4 separate regions of the Sus scrofa genome follow, and all the other regions are linked to region 3. The links are chromatin contacts, called in public HiChIP or PLAC-seq and promoter capture Hi-C maps. All regions are on one chromosome and are shown on one strand. Each heading gives the region's core, a stretch centred on a gene start, on an enhancer-like site or on the middle of the called end of the contact. The rest is flanking DNA. Distances are from core to core; before and after follow the strand shown.

Region 1 (3,122 bases), core at 175-2,674, 260 kb before region 3:
TCTTCTAGAGATTCTATTTCACTTTATTTTTCATATCTAGATCATAACATAATTTTAGCTGGGAGTTCCCCTTGTGGCTCAGCAGGTTACAAATCTAACTAGCATGCATGAGGATGCAGGTTCGATCCCTGGCCTTGCTCAGTGGGTTAAAGATCCACTGCAGCCTGTGAGCTGTTGTGCAGGCCTGCAGCTGCAGCTCCGATTGCTAGCCTGAGAACCTTTAGCAACATGCAAAAGTTGCCAGCCAAGGATGGAAACCTGCTCCCCTCCCCCCCTTTCCCCTCCCAGCTCCCTCCAGCAAGAACTGGAACCACATCAGTGACAATGCCAGATGGTCAACTGCTAGGCCACCAGGGAACTCCAACATATATTTAAGCATCTTTTGTCTGATTTTTATAATAGAAAATTTGACTTTGATATTTTGAAAGGTCACAAAAAATCATGTATACCTGTAAAAGGAGTTTGGAGGTATGCTATTATTTCTTTTTCTTTTTTTTTTTTTTTTCCTTTTTTGGCCACCTGGTGGCCGTTATATGGGGTTCCCTGCCAGGGATCAGATCTGAGTGCTGCACAACCTGTGCCACAGACCAGGCCAGGCCAGGCAAGGTGGGAATTTAACCTGCACCCCCAGCACTCCCAAGAGGCTGCCCATCCCCTCGTGCCACAGCCGGAACTCCTTCGAGGTATGCATTTATTTCAAAAGCGACAAACATCTTTTCGTAAAAATTTTAAATTATGTATTCAAATAAATACAGAAATATAAAAATGGTAGCCTCTTTTCCCTTCCTGAGTTCATTTTCTGGAAGTCACCAGGCTGAAAGTTTAGAATGAGTTCCTCCAGATTTTTTTCTACGTATCCTGTTAGAGAAAGCACGTCATTTGTCATTTGTTTTGTGTGTTTTGCTTTCCAAACAAGGACTCCTTTTTACAAATTAGTCTCTCAAACTGCTCCTTCTTTCTTAGCAAAATATTGTTAAATTATTTTAATGTCAGCCATCTGAATTTATTTCATGCCTTTATTAATTTTTATTTTACACTGGCGTATAGTTGATTTTACTTCATACCTTTAAAAAAGAAAACCATGACTGTCCGTAGCAGCCTGATAGTCCCAGGTTCTGTGCCAGTGCTTTAGCCGTGAGGTTGCGATTCGCCAACATGCAGCGGATGCGCCCCCTACCCCCCACCGTTCCCAACATTCAATGGAGCCGGGGCGCCCACGGTCTGTGAGAACATCCAGCGCTCTGCTCCCAACGGGTGAAGGGGGAAGATGGACTATCTTGAGAACAGACCTGAGCCGAACGGTGGAAAGCCAAGCGGTTTGACGGTCACAGGTACCCGTGGACAGCAAGCCGCGAGTGAAGCGCCCCTGTCTCCGTCGCCAGGGGGCGACCGAGCGCCAAGTCTGCGGTACTGCGCCTGCGCTCCGCGCGCCGCCTTGTTCACTTTACGCATGCGTGGCGTGGTCTAGTGGCTACTGGAGCTAGAAGATGGCGGCTTCCGCGGTCTGCCGGGTGGCCGGCACCGGCAGTCGAGTGCTGCTGCGCACCTGCCGCTCGGTGAGATAACAATGAGAGCGCAGAGCAATGGGGTCGCGGGCCTTCGGAACGCAGACGTGGAGCGGGTTGTTGGCGGCGGCGGGTCGCAGAAGAGGAGGTCGCGGGGTCAGGGCCGTGGGAAGGTCACAGCGAGGGCGGGGATGTGAGCCCCACGGCTGATCCTCGGGGCCGGGGCGGGGATCCCACTGAGGCCTTGGGAGCTGAAAAGCGTTCCCCCAGCACAGTTCTTGTTAGTCCCACTCTCCCCTTTCCAGCAGCCGGCCTTGCTGAGGTCTCCTGCGTTGCGGGGCACCGCCACCTATGCCCAAGCTCTCCAGAGCGTGCCAGAGACGCAGGTCAGCCAGCTGGACAACGGGCTGAGAGTGGCCTCGGAGCAGTCCTCCCAGCCTACCTGCACGGTGAGTGGAGTCGGCTCTCGGGAAGGTGTCTCCATGTTGGGCCTGGCCTCTTTTCCCAGGTCGAGGTGTGACCTTGGGCTCAAATGCCCTGTGGTTTGGGTCAGACTCCTCACAGTCATCGCTGCATTGACCTCCTATCCCAATCTCTATCCTAGCCACGCCTTGGTTTCTGGGAGGCAATCCTCACTATAACCTACACTCATTTAGCATAGGATGCCTGCCAATCAGAAGGCCAAGTTCTTTTTTAGTTTTTTCTTAAGCAGCCCATATGAGAGGAATGATTCTTCAATGAGGAAGATGGAGTTCAGAGACATTACATTCGCCAGCCTCATGGCCCCAAATCATAATCTCTTGGCTAGACCAGAACTGTATTGCAGGGAGTTGTGGCTCAGTGGTTATGAAGCCAACTACTATCCACCAGGACGAGGTTCCATCCCTGGCCTGGCTTAGTAGGTTAAGGATCCTGTGTTGTGGTGAGCTGCAGTGTAGGTCACAGATGGGGGCTCATTGTCATTGCTGTGCCTGTGGCATAGGCTGGCAGCTGCAGCTCCACTTCAGCCCCTAGCCTGGGAACTTATATGCTGTGGGTGCAGCCCTAAAAAAAAAAAAAGAATTGTATTGCAGAAGATTCCAGTTAAATAGATAGGTTTTCTGAAAACAGAAAACCTCAAAATCAACTCAAAATTGAAATCTTGGCTAGATACACAGGAGAGAAGATTCTCGGGAAGCCATCCTTCTCTTCATCCCAGGCTCCACATGGTTTTACTGGTAAATTTTTGCTGTTTTCCAGGAACAAATGCTGTCCTGTGATGTAAGTTGTTGCTAAACACAACAGAAGGTGATGGGCAACTTCCTCATCACATGGCACCTGTATAAGCCGCCCCACAGCCTGTTAAGAAAACTTGGCAGAGGGAGTTCCCTGGTGGCCTAACAGTTAAGGATTTGGTGTTGTCATTGCTGCAGCTTATGTTTGATCCCTGGCCTGAGAATTTCTGCATGCTACAGGCTCAGCAAAAAAGAAAAAAGAGTTACCATTGTGGCTCAGTGGATTAAGAAGAACCTGCCTAATATTCATGAGGATGTGGGTTTGATTCCTGGCCTCGCTCAGTGGGTTAAGGAGCTAGCATTGTTGCAAGCTGTAGTGTAGCGCACAGATGCGACTGGTGGC
Region 2 (3,084 bases), core at 403-2,902, 150 kb before region 3:
AGTGCAGTTTCTGCAGAGGGAATCAGTCACTCCCTGGGGCCCTCAAGATAATGTTCCAATTTCTCAGCATTATGGCTCTGAACGAGGGGTGGGAGGAGCTGTGGCTGTTGGGAGTAGGAGGTGTGTCTGACTGGCCTCCAGAAGCTTTGAGGAGCAAAGTAGGGATAGGAAGGGGCAGAGGCAGCAGGGTGGGCTGAGGCTGGGCTGTGTCAGGGAGGGCCCCTCATCATGCTCCGTCACAGGTCACACCGAGCGGTCACACCTCTGCCCCCATTTGTGTGCTGAACATGCTGAGTTTGTACCCTTCCCAGCCAGGTGGTGAGGGGGACAATGGAGGACCTAAGCCCTCCCTCCCTATTCTTACGCTGGCCAAGGACTACCCTGAGGATATCCCGGTTGTCTCCTGAGGCCTTACCTCTTGTTACACGAGGTGGCACTCAGGGTGTACACAGTGGCTCAAGTTAGTGTGACACTTCATGTTTTCTGCTATATAATGAGTATACCTGTGGCGGGAGCAGGGTGCAGAGAAGCTCAGAAACATGGGCCGAAAAAGAATGCTTGTCATAGACTGATGTTTGTGTCCTCCCAACTTTAAAGGCTAATTCCACAGTAATGGTATTTGCAGGCGGTGCCTTGGGGAGGTGAGTAGACCGTGAAGGTGGAGTCCTCATGAATGAGATTGGTGCACTCATAAAAGAGGCTCCAGTGAGGAATTCCCAGTTTGTTCAGCCGGTTAGGATACAGCATTGTCGTCACTGCTGGGGCTTGAGTTCAATCCCTGACCCTGGAACTTGTGTTGCAAGCTGCAGGTGTACCAAAAAAAAAAAAAAAAAAAAAAAAAAAAAAAAAAAAAAAAAAAGGAAAAAGAGGCCCCAGTGAGCTCCCTTGCCTCCTGGAAACAGAGGTCATCTGAGAACAAGAAAGCAGGCTCTAAACCAACACAGAATATGCTGACAGCCTGATCTTGGAATTCCCAGTCTACAGAATGGTGAGAAACAAATGTCTGTCGTTTATAAGCCACTGAGTCTGAGATGTTTGGTTATAGCTGCCCCAAGGGACTAAGACAGTAGTCCAGCTTCCCAGCCCTGGCTATGTAAGGATCCCTTGTTATCAAAGCTACAGCCCACTGGCCTGTGTGCAGTAAAGCAAATCTACTGAGCCTAGGCTGTGGTGAAGGAAAGTGCAGCATTTATTGACAGGCACCAAGCAAGGTACCTGGGGCAGCTGGTGCTCAAAACATCTTAATTTCCCCATGGGATTTAGCAAAGCATTTTTATTAAAAGCCAGAGAGGGGAGTCAAGTCACAGGGAAGGTGATCAGCTGTGCACAATTCTCTGATTCGTTGATGGTGAGGTAACAGGGTAGTATCACAGCTGTTAACTGTCAAGCAATCAAAGTGGCCATTAGGCCAGGGGTGGGCGGGGAGGGCTACATGCTTAGCATCTATAAAACAACTCAGGAAATGTGCACCAGATATTATTATCTAGGTACTTGCCAGAGGAACTAAAGCAGAGGAGGGATCTGTCCTAGGAAGGCCCCATATGGTCCTGCTCTGTTATACCCTGACCCACAGTGAGGGGGCATCTGAGGCCTATTAGCCGTGGCCCCATCTAATGGTGTCTTTGAGAGCCTAGTTCTGGCAGCAGTGATTGGGGCCAACTGGCCCCATTCTGAGCCAGGTGGTGGCCTAATGTGTGCCTGGAGCTGCCAGTTCCTAACCCTCAAACCAGGCCATTGGAGCCAAGCTTGCCCTGACACAGGGGTGAGCCTACCTGGACTCAAGGTAGGGTGAACAAGGGCATAGGGGGTCACTCCAGGAGGAGTGTCTTCAGAGCTGGAGTCCTGGGAAGCTTCTGAACTAGGCATCCAAACAGGAACCAGCATCTGTCAGGCGCCTACTGTGTGCAGAGGTTTGCCACACCACCCCACTTCACCCTAAAGTACCTCTGGGGAGTATTCCCCCGGGCGAGTGCGGGGCGGGGGAGGGCTCTGAGCCCAGCACCCGGGCCTGCCGGCAGCACCCAGCAGAAGCTCAAGGACCAGGACGCAGATCCCCGAGGAGACCTTCTCCGGACCCCGGGACAGGGACTGGCGGTGTGGGCGGACAGGGCCCTGAGAGCAAAAGGCAGCTTTGGTGGTCGCCGGGTGCCCGTCGGCGGAACCCGCTCCGGGGAACCAACACCTAACGTGTGCCTGGCCTGGAGGCTGGGAGGGGCGTCCGCTTCCTTTCCTTCCCTCGCCCTCCCCTCCTCTGCCTCCCGGGCGGGGTTCCCGGAACGGCCGGGGCGGGGCGCCGCGCGGGTCGCAGAGGCTGAGGCCGCACCGCGACCGTCAGTCCGCCCGCCAGCCCAGCCATGGCCACTTCAGCCCCCGCGCCTCGGATCCTGCTGCTGCTGTTGCTGCTGCTGCTACCGCCGCCTCCGGGTGGTGAGCCTTGGCGGGTGGCCGGGGGTTTGTCCTGGGAAGGGATGGGGGCAGCCGCGGCGCGCCGTCCCTGGAACCAGCCCAGGCAGCCCTGTCCCCGTAGGGCCGCCAGCGGACCTCTAATCACTCTGAGGTCGTCAGCCAACCCCACGACTGGTCTCTTCTGCCCAGCCTCTCACCTGTGTGAACTGACACTGTCCTGACCCCAGGCAGCTGCCACCATTGCTCTGTCCTGGAATGGTGGGAAGGGGGGGTGGTCTGTCCTCTAGTGTTCCAAGGGATTGGGTCCTCAGAGGCTGGGGTAGGATTCCCTTCCTGGTCTTAGTGGGGGTGGGCAGGGGGTGGCAACAGGGAGGCCTGGACCCTCCATCTGCACCTTCCCTCAGCCTCTGTTTGTTGGCTGGGAGCCTCTACTCCCTGCCTTCATGGCCCTGGTGTTCCTGGAGACGGCTGAGGCTGGCCCCCGGCGTTGGAGGAGACACGCTAACTGTGTGTGTTGATTGTAGACTGATGATTCACAGATGGTGGAGGCCAGGCTGGGGGCCTTTCAGGGGTAACTGAATAGAACAGCACACTGCCCCACCCACCTCCTGCCCTAGGAAGCCGAAGATTCTTCTGGGGTGGGTGGTTTTCTCCAAGGGAAGGACCTTATTTCCTGGG
Region 3 (2,972 bases), core at 380-2,879:
AATGAGTTCAGACTCATAACGTATAGAATTACTTCAGTCCCAGTAAAACTGAATCAAGACTCTGCCAGTTTATGCACCTTCCCTTAGATATCATTAAGTATGAGCATCTTTAGACATATTTCTAAAGACAACAGATTTCTAAAGACAACATTCTCTCCCATATCTGGTAGGAGCTGCTTTCGAAATTTTGTCAATGTGGGGCAATGCTGTGATAATTTATATGTCCTGCCAACTATATGGATTCTTTTTGTTCTTTCTATTGTTTTAAGAGAGGCTTATAAGAGACTAGGTATTGGTCTTGGATAGTGCAGAGTTAGAAGGCAGATGCATTAAGTGACATTCTCCAACAGCTCCATCAGTATTAATTAAGCTGATGTTTGGTCTCCACCTACCCACCATTCCTCTATTTCTGTTCTGAGCCCAAGTTTAGGGGGAAAAAAAAAAAGGTGTTTTTTATTGAGTCTTCCCCTAAAATCACATCTGCTATTACTTTCATTATACAGGCTTATTTTTGAGGATAGTCAAAGCCACTATAAAATATGGAGATAAAGCCTTCTACAATGTTTGTAAGAGAGACACACAGAAAAGGTGAAATAATAACCACAGCCTAAAAATTGGCAAAATCCCTATATCCCAAAGGTATGTTAATGAAAATAAAAGTAGGAAACAAAGTTGGACCTTATGTATCTGAGAAAAAAGCTAAAACCAGCGGTCTGGTCAATGGGACACGGTAAGTTTACTCTCATCCCCTGAGGGCAGAAATGGACACGTGCCTTCTTCGCTAGCCAGAGGGTAAGACATGGACTTTTCTAAAGACACCCGTGGAAAGAAGCTGCAGAACTACAGAACGTCCTTCCAACATTCCAACAGTGCAACACCTGTACATGCAGGCACAAAGTCGGCTTAAACATTTTTTAATTGATAATACTTACCGCTTATTTTCACTCTTCTCAAATTTAGTGCTTCTCTCCAAGAAACAAAATTTACTACCGTTATTCAATCTGCCACTGTTCCCTTTCCATACATTAGACGATACACCATGAACACCTCTATTTCTCACCTCCTCGCCCTGGACTGCTTCAGCAAACACCAGGGTAACCCCACTCCAATCCTATCTCAAATTCCTTAGCGACATGTTCAAAGGCCTTAACGACTAGTTTCCCTCAAGACCTGCGAACATCCTTTCAGTCAAGAATCCTCCCTCACCAACCCCATATTGGGATTCTATGGCCCTTCCCGTCCACGTATCTCTCTGTGCTCAAGACTTCCAATGGCTGCAGTTTGCCCTCGAGATCCGGCGACCAAGTTCTTTGCCACCCATGTTTTTCCGACAAATACTGGGCACCAACCATGCGCCAGGCACTACCTTACACTAAAAATAAAACAGAGAGCGAGTTGGGCAACGCCACTCTGGAACGCCCATCCTGTCCTCCCCGTGCCACCTCCCCGCTCAGGGCTGCGGCCCTGGCCCTTCCTCCCGCTGGAGGGCGCCCGAGACAGCTAGGAAGAGCAGCTTCCGCCCGAGACGACTTCATTGCCTCATCCGGTACGGGGCAAGTGCAGTAGAGACACTTGGGCCACCTGGGGGCGGTCCTTGCCGCAGCAGGGCCTTCCAGACTGGCTGGCACATCGCCATACCTCACTCCAAGGGCGCTCGCGTCCTCACGGCAAGGACCCCACGGAGGGCTGCCCGGCCGAACGCCTGAAGGACCCCGCTTAGTCGGCAAGGCCAGCTATCGCAGTGCCTGGTGGCCGCGCGGGGAGGTCCAGGTGACTCGGACCCGAACTCCAGCTGGACTGGAACTCTGAATAGACCAGAATCTGGGGTGGCTTAGGCCTCGGCCGGTTCGCGTGGCTGCAGGCCTAGAGAAACGGAGGAGCAGAGAGGGAAGGAGGCGCTGCCAAAAGCTGAGGCTGGGAGCCTGCGGTATTGGAAGGCGGAGCCTCGGGTGTCGGTGGGAGGAGAAGGGCTGCAGGTTCCGGAGGCACTTGGGAGGACAAGGGGCGTGGCTGGCGCCCTCCGGGAAGCAGAGACCTAGGCACCCTTGTGGGGGCAAACGCCCAGGCAGCTTCTAAAATTTGTAATTGTCTAATGGCGCGAGTTTAAGTTGAGCGAGTTTCTCGACCTTTCAGCATTTGCTGTAAACCAAGAGCCAGGACAGGCATAATTTAGCTGGCCTTAGGACTGCCTCCCCAGAATAGCTCCCAGCACCCTGGCTTTGGAATAGGTGGATCAGATTCATTAATTAACAAATACTGTGGGAACAGTTTTTGTACCCTTGTAGCAAGGCTGTTTGGGAATGTAAATTATAAATTCTCTGATGGGAGTACTGGCAGAGACAGGTAGTGTTTAAATTTGAACTTCTGAATGGGTAACTCCTTCCTAGGTTTACAGTTGCACAAGCCAGATTATGAATTGCACAACTTGAATGGTCCCCCTACCACTCCCTTCTCTCCATCTCATGAGCCCAAATGAGCAATTAAATACTAAGTAACTGTCATCTGCTTTATGAGTTAGGAGTGAGAGCCCTGGTTGACTTAAAGGCTCCAGAGTGGGAAAGGTGGGGAATGCAGCACTGATGGGTCTCCAATCTGGCTCTCTTCATGGCAGGAGGGAGATGACTTCGATCTTGCGGAGCCCTCAGGCACTCCAGCTCACTCTGGCACTGATAAAGCCTGATGCAGTTGCTCACCCACTGATTCTAGAGGTAAGAACAAGTCCTAAGCCTCTACTCTGTGCCCTGGGCACTGCTTCTGTTTCAGGTGCTGGAGCGCCACTTGTGAAGACTGACAACACAGTTCTGTGCTAGATGGTGTGGAGGCAAAGCTAGATGCCATGGCCTCTTACACTACAGAGACTAAAAATCTGTTGGAGAATTGTGGCAGATATAAAATATAAGAGAGGATGCAATACAATAAGAACCAAACCTGAAGACAGTGTGTGTATATTAGTTCTCTACTGCTGCATAACA
Region 4 (2,742 bases), core at 166-2,665, 210 kb before region 3:
CTGAGCCTGAGGGAGGGGCTCACAATGCTGGAGCCACCCGAGATGGGGAGTCCCGGAGCGGCAGAGCTGGATGGTACTATATCTGGGCATGGTGCATCTGGACTCCACCACATGGGGTCACTGCCATGTGGTGTCATATCACCTAAAGTGCTTCACAGAGTCGCAGTGTGTCTGGACAGCCTGGATGTTGCCATGTCAGGTCACCAAGTGGAGCCTTGCCCTTCCTAGGAGCCCCACAGACTTACAGTATGTCTGGACAGCCTGGACACTATCATGGAAGGTTACTATCACATGGTCTCGTCACATCTGGGTTCCACAGTCACAGAGCATCTGGACAACATCACTTGTGGTCACTGACATATCTCTTTCAAGAACCTCAACACAAGAGTCTATGGCTGCATTGGAGACCAGCTTGCCCAAGACTAGACCCGCGGGTCTTCCCTGCCCCTCACTGGTCACCACACAGAGAAGTGCTGGTGGAGGGTCACAAGCATGTTTTTGTGCCCAATGAGGCAGCACCCACTCCAGACAAGTGGGGCCATCAGGGGTATCTCTAAGCATGGATTGATGGTCGTATGTGTGAGGTCTGTGGCTGTGGCAGCCTTGCTTTGTGTGTGGGAGCATATGTGTGTATGTGTGAGCAAGGTGAGGGCGTGTGAGGGGGCTGGGAGGAACAGGTGCTTGTCCTTCAAACCTTCATGAAGCATGCTCAACACATAGACAGGCACTGTCTTACCACACCCCTGCATACCCAGCCTCCACCCCGACACACAGGGCTAAAGGAGAAGGAGCTCAGGCTGCTGGGACTCCTGACCCAACTGCCCCTTCTTTGTCGAATGGGCAAACACACTCACCTTTCCAAGCCTTGGTTTTCTCCTCTGTAAAGCATAGTAATGCCACCAGGTGTCTTGTGAGCACTGAGTGATGCAGTCTGACATGCAGAGAGAGCTCAATAAATGCAGAGACCAGAGAATGGGAGAGAGAAGAATCACCAGGCAGTGACACACAAGGGTGGAGTCATAGCTGGCTACGCTGCCCCTCTGCCCACTCCCCCCACCCCAATTTCACTGACCCGTCCCTTGGTGTGGAAAGGGTGGGTTTTGGCTGATCTCACAATCCCAACTCTATTGCTGGGCTGGAGATGGGACTGACCTGGAGAGTGCAGACAGGCTTGCCTGCAGATGGGGCAGATAGTCTGGGTAGTGTAGACAACTCCAGCTGGAGCAGAGGGCAGACACCCGGCTCTGGCTGGAGAGGTACTACTGTCGGAAGTGAGGCTGCCTGGCCGGGGCACTGACGAGATCTCAGTTTGTAAGCAGCCCGGGGGGGTGGGGTGGAGGCGGGGCCCAAGGAGGGGTTGGAGAGGCGGGGCCAGCGGGCAGGCTGCCTCTCCGGAGCCTGGGGGGCGGGGCTGCCCGACTCCAAGCCGCAGGGGGCGGTGGCCCAGGCCAGTTCAGTTGCAGGATGAACCGAGGCACGGAAGGAGGCAACTCCCTGACAGGACTCGGGTCAAGGAGCAGCAGGCGGGGTAGGCTCGGAGCCCGGTGGAGAGGGTGGGAGGACTGGGAAAAGACCCGGGCGGTGTGAGGGTGGTGCTAGAAAGGGTGTGAGAGTGTTGGGGGTCTCTCCAGGAATAGGGGTGCTCTGAGGGAGTATCAATCTCTTGGTGGCATGGAGGAGTGGGAACACTGTTGCCTTACAGGGGAGAGGGAGCTGGGCCAAGTGGGGGGACTATAAATAGCTTCTTCCTCCAGCCTAGGGAGAGGGCCAGCCAGCTGGAGCTGCCTGGGGGCCTCCTCCTCTGCCCTTTGCTGGCCTCCAAGTGGTCATGTTTGTCCAGGTCTTCCCTCCGGGGTCATGCCAGTCTGGGGAGCTCCAGAGGCCCATTTGGGAAGCTTTTTATATGATGTGACTGTAGCCCTTAAACCAGCATTTCTAGAGCACCTACTGTGTGCCTTGTGTGGGTCCTGAGCTGCCCTAAACACCTACTGTGTGCTCTGTTCCAGTCATGAACCTCTCTGAACCCTTACTGTGGGCCCTGGCTGGTCCTGAGTCACCCCGAGCCCCTACTGTGTGTCCAGTGTCTGGCTGAAATCAACAAGCGTAGATCAGGGTCCACGGGCTGCTTGGTCACCCCCAAGTTGGAACCTCACACCCTGTGTGAGCTCTGAACACAGGGAGACTCAGGAAGATCCTTGGCTAGAGATGGCCAGAGGAAGCTGGGACTCCTGGAAACTCCCCAACCTCTGGTGGCAGTACAGGGAGAGGGGAGGAGGGGAATAAAGGGAAAGGGAGGCAGCAGAGAGCAGCAGGCCTCACGCAGTTGGCCCCGGGTGTAGGGCTTGTTAGTGTGTATGTGCACTCGTGGCTGTGTGCACACTGTGCTTTCATGCACTGGTGTGTGGGTCTGTGTGGTGTGCACTGAGGTCCCTGGGCCTAAGTGCTGCAAAGGGTGGTTTGGCGGTTTGGCCAGGATGGGCCAGCAGATACAGGGACTGGGAAGAGTTTGAGCATAGAGGACTGAGGATTGAGGACTCTGGCCACCCTAGTCCTAGGACACTGGGAAAAGGACCAGTGGTCAGTGCAGAGGGCACCACAGGAGCCCTCCAGGGCCAGGCCAGGTGTGTTCTCAGCAGGGAAGAGCTGAGCAGGATGTGTTCACACAGCGGCACACACTGACATCCCAGCACGTTTCCCACCCCTGGGTCAGGAGGGCTGGCTCACTCTGGGATGGCCCCAAGG

What was found. Promoter capture Hi-C pulls out the DNA fragments that hold promoters and counts their contacts. HiChIP or PLAC-seq counts read pairs in DNA pulled down with a chosen protein or histone mark.
Region 1: a contact with region 3 is called in an H3K27ac HiChIP or PLAC-seq map of alveolar macrophages. The contact joins the promoter of LOC100156879 here to the promoter of NME6 in region 3.
Region 2: a contact with region 3 is called in an H3K27ac HiChIP or PLAC-seq map of alveolar macrophages. The contact joins the promoter of SHISA5 here to the promoter of NME6 in region 3. A contact is called at or near these places in 1 of 47 Hi-C or Micro-C datasets (embryonic fibroblasts) and 1 of 2 datasets of contacts at active chromatin or transcription factors (alveolar macrophages).
Region 4: a contact with region 3 is called in a promoter capture Hi-C map of fetal skeletal muscle, with 4 times the contacts expected there. The contact joins the promoter of PFKFB4 here to the promoter of NME6 in region 3. A contact is called at or near these places in 3 of 5 promoter capture datasets (fetal liver, fetal skeletal muscle and liver) and 2 of 2 datasets of contacts at active chromatin or transcription factors (alveolar macrophages and skeletal muscle).

Annotation. Positions count from the first base shown.
Region 1 is chr13:31,307,021-31,310,142 of Sscrofa11.1, reverse strand. LOC100156879 (cytochrome b-c1 complex subunit 1, mitochondrial) reads left to right here and starts at 1,424. Exons shown (of 12, transcript XM_021070638.1): 1 at 1,424-1,556; 2 at 1,814-1,954. The coding sequence starts at 1,488.
Region 2 is chr13:31,204,292-31,207,375 of Sscrofa11.1, reverse strand. SHISA5 (protein shisa-5) reads left to right here and starts at 1,652. Exons shown (of 6, transcript XM_021070633.1): 1 at 1,652-1,783.
Region 3 is chr13:31,051,942-31,054,913 of Sscrofa11.1, reverse strand. NME6 (nucleoside diphosphate kinase 6) reads left to right here and starts at 1,629. Exons shown (of 6, transcript XM_003132178.4): 1 at 1,629-1,770; 2 at 2,612-2,708. The coding sequence starts at 2,619. LOC102162605 (a long non-coding RNA gene) reads right to left here and starts at 1,489. Exons shown (of 4, transcript XR_002337946.1): 1 at 933-1,489.
Region 4 is chr13:31,258,458-31,261,199 of Sscrofa11.1, reverse strand. It overlaps PFKFB4 (6-phosphofructo-2-kinase/fructose-2,6-bisphosphatase 4), which reads left to right and starts at 1,415. Exons shown (of 14, transcript XM_005669518.3): 1 at 1,415-1,528. The coding sequence starts at 1,465. It overlaps UCN2 (urocortin-2), which reads left to right. Exons shown (of 1, transcript XM_021070636.1): 1 at 1-4. The coding sequence ends at 4.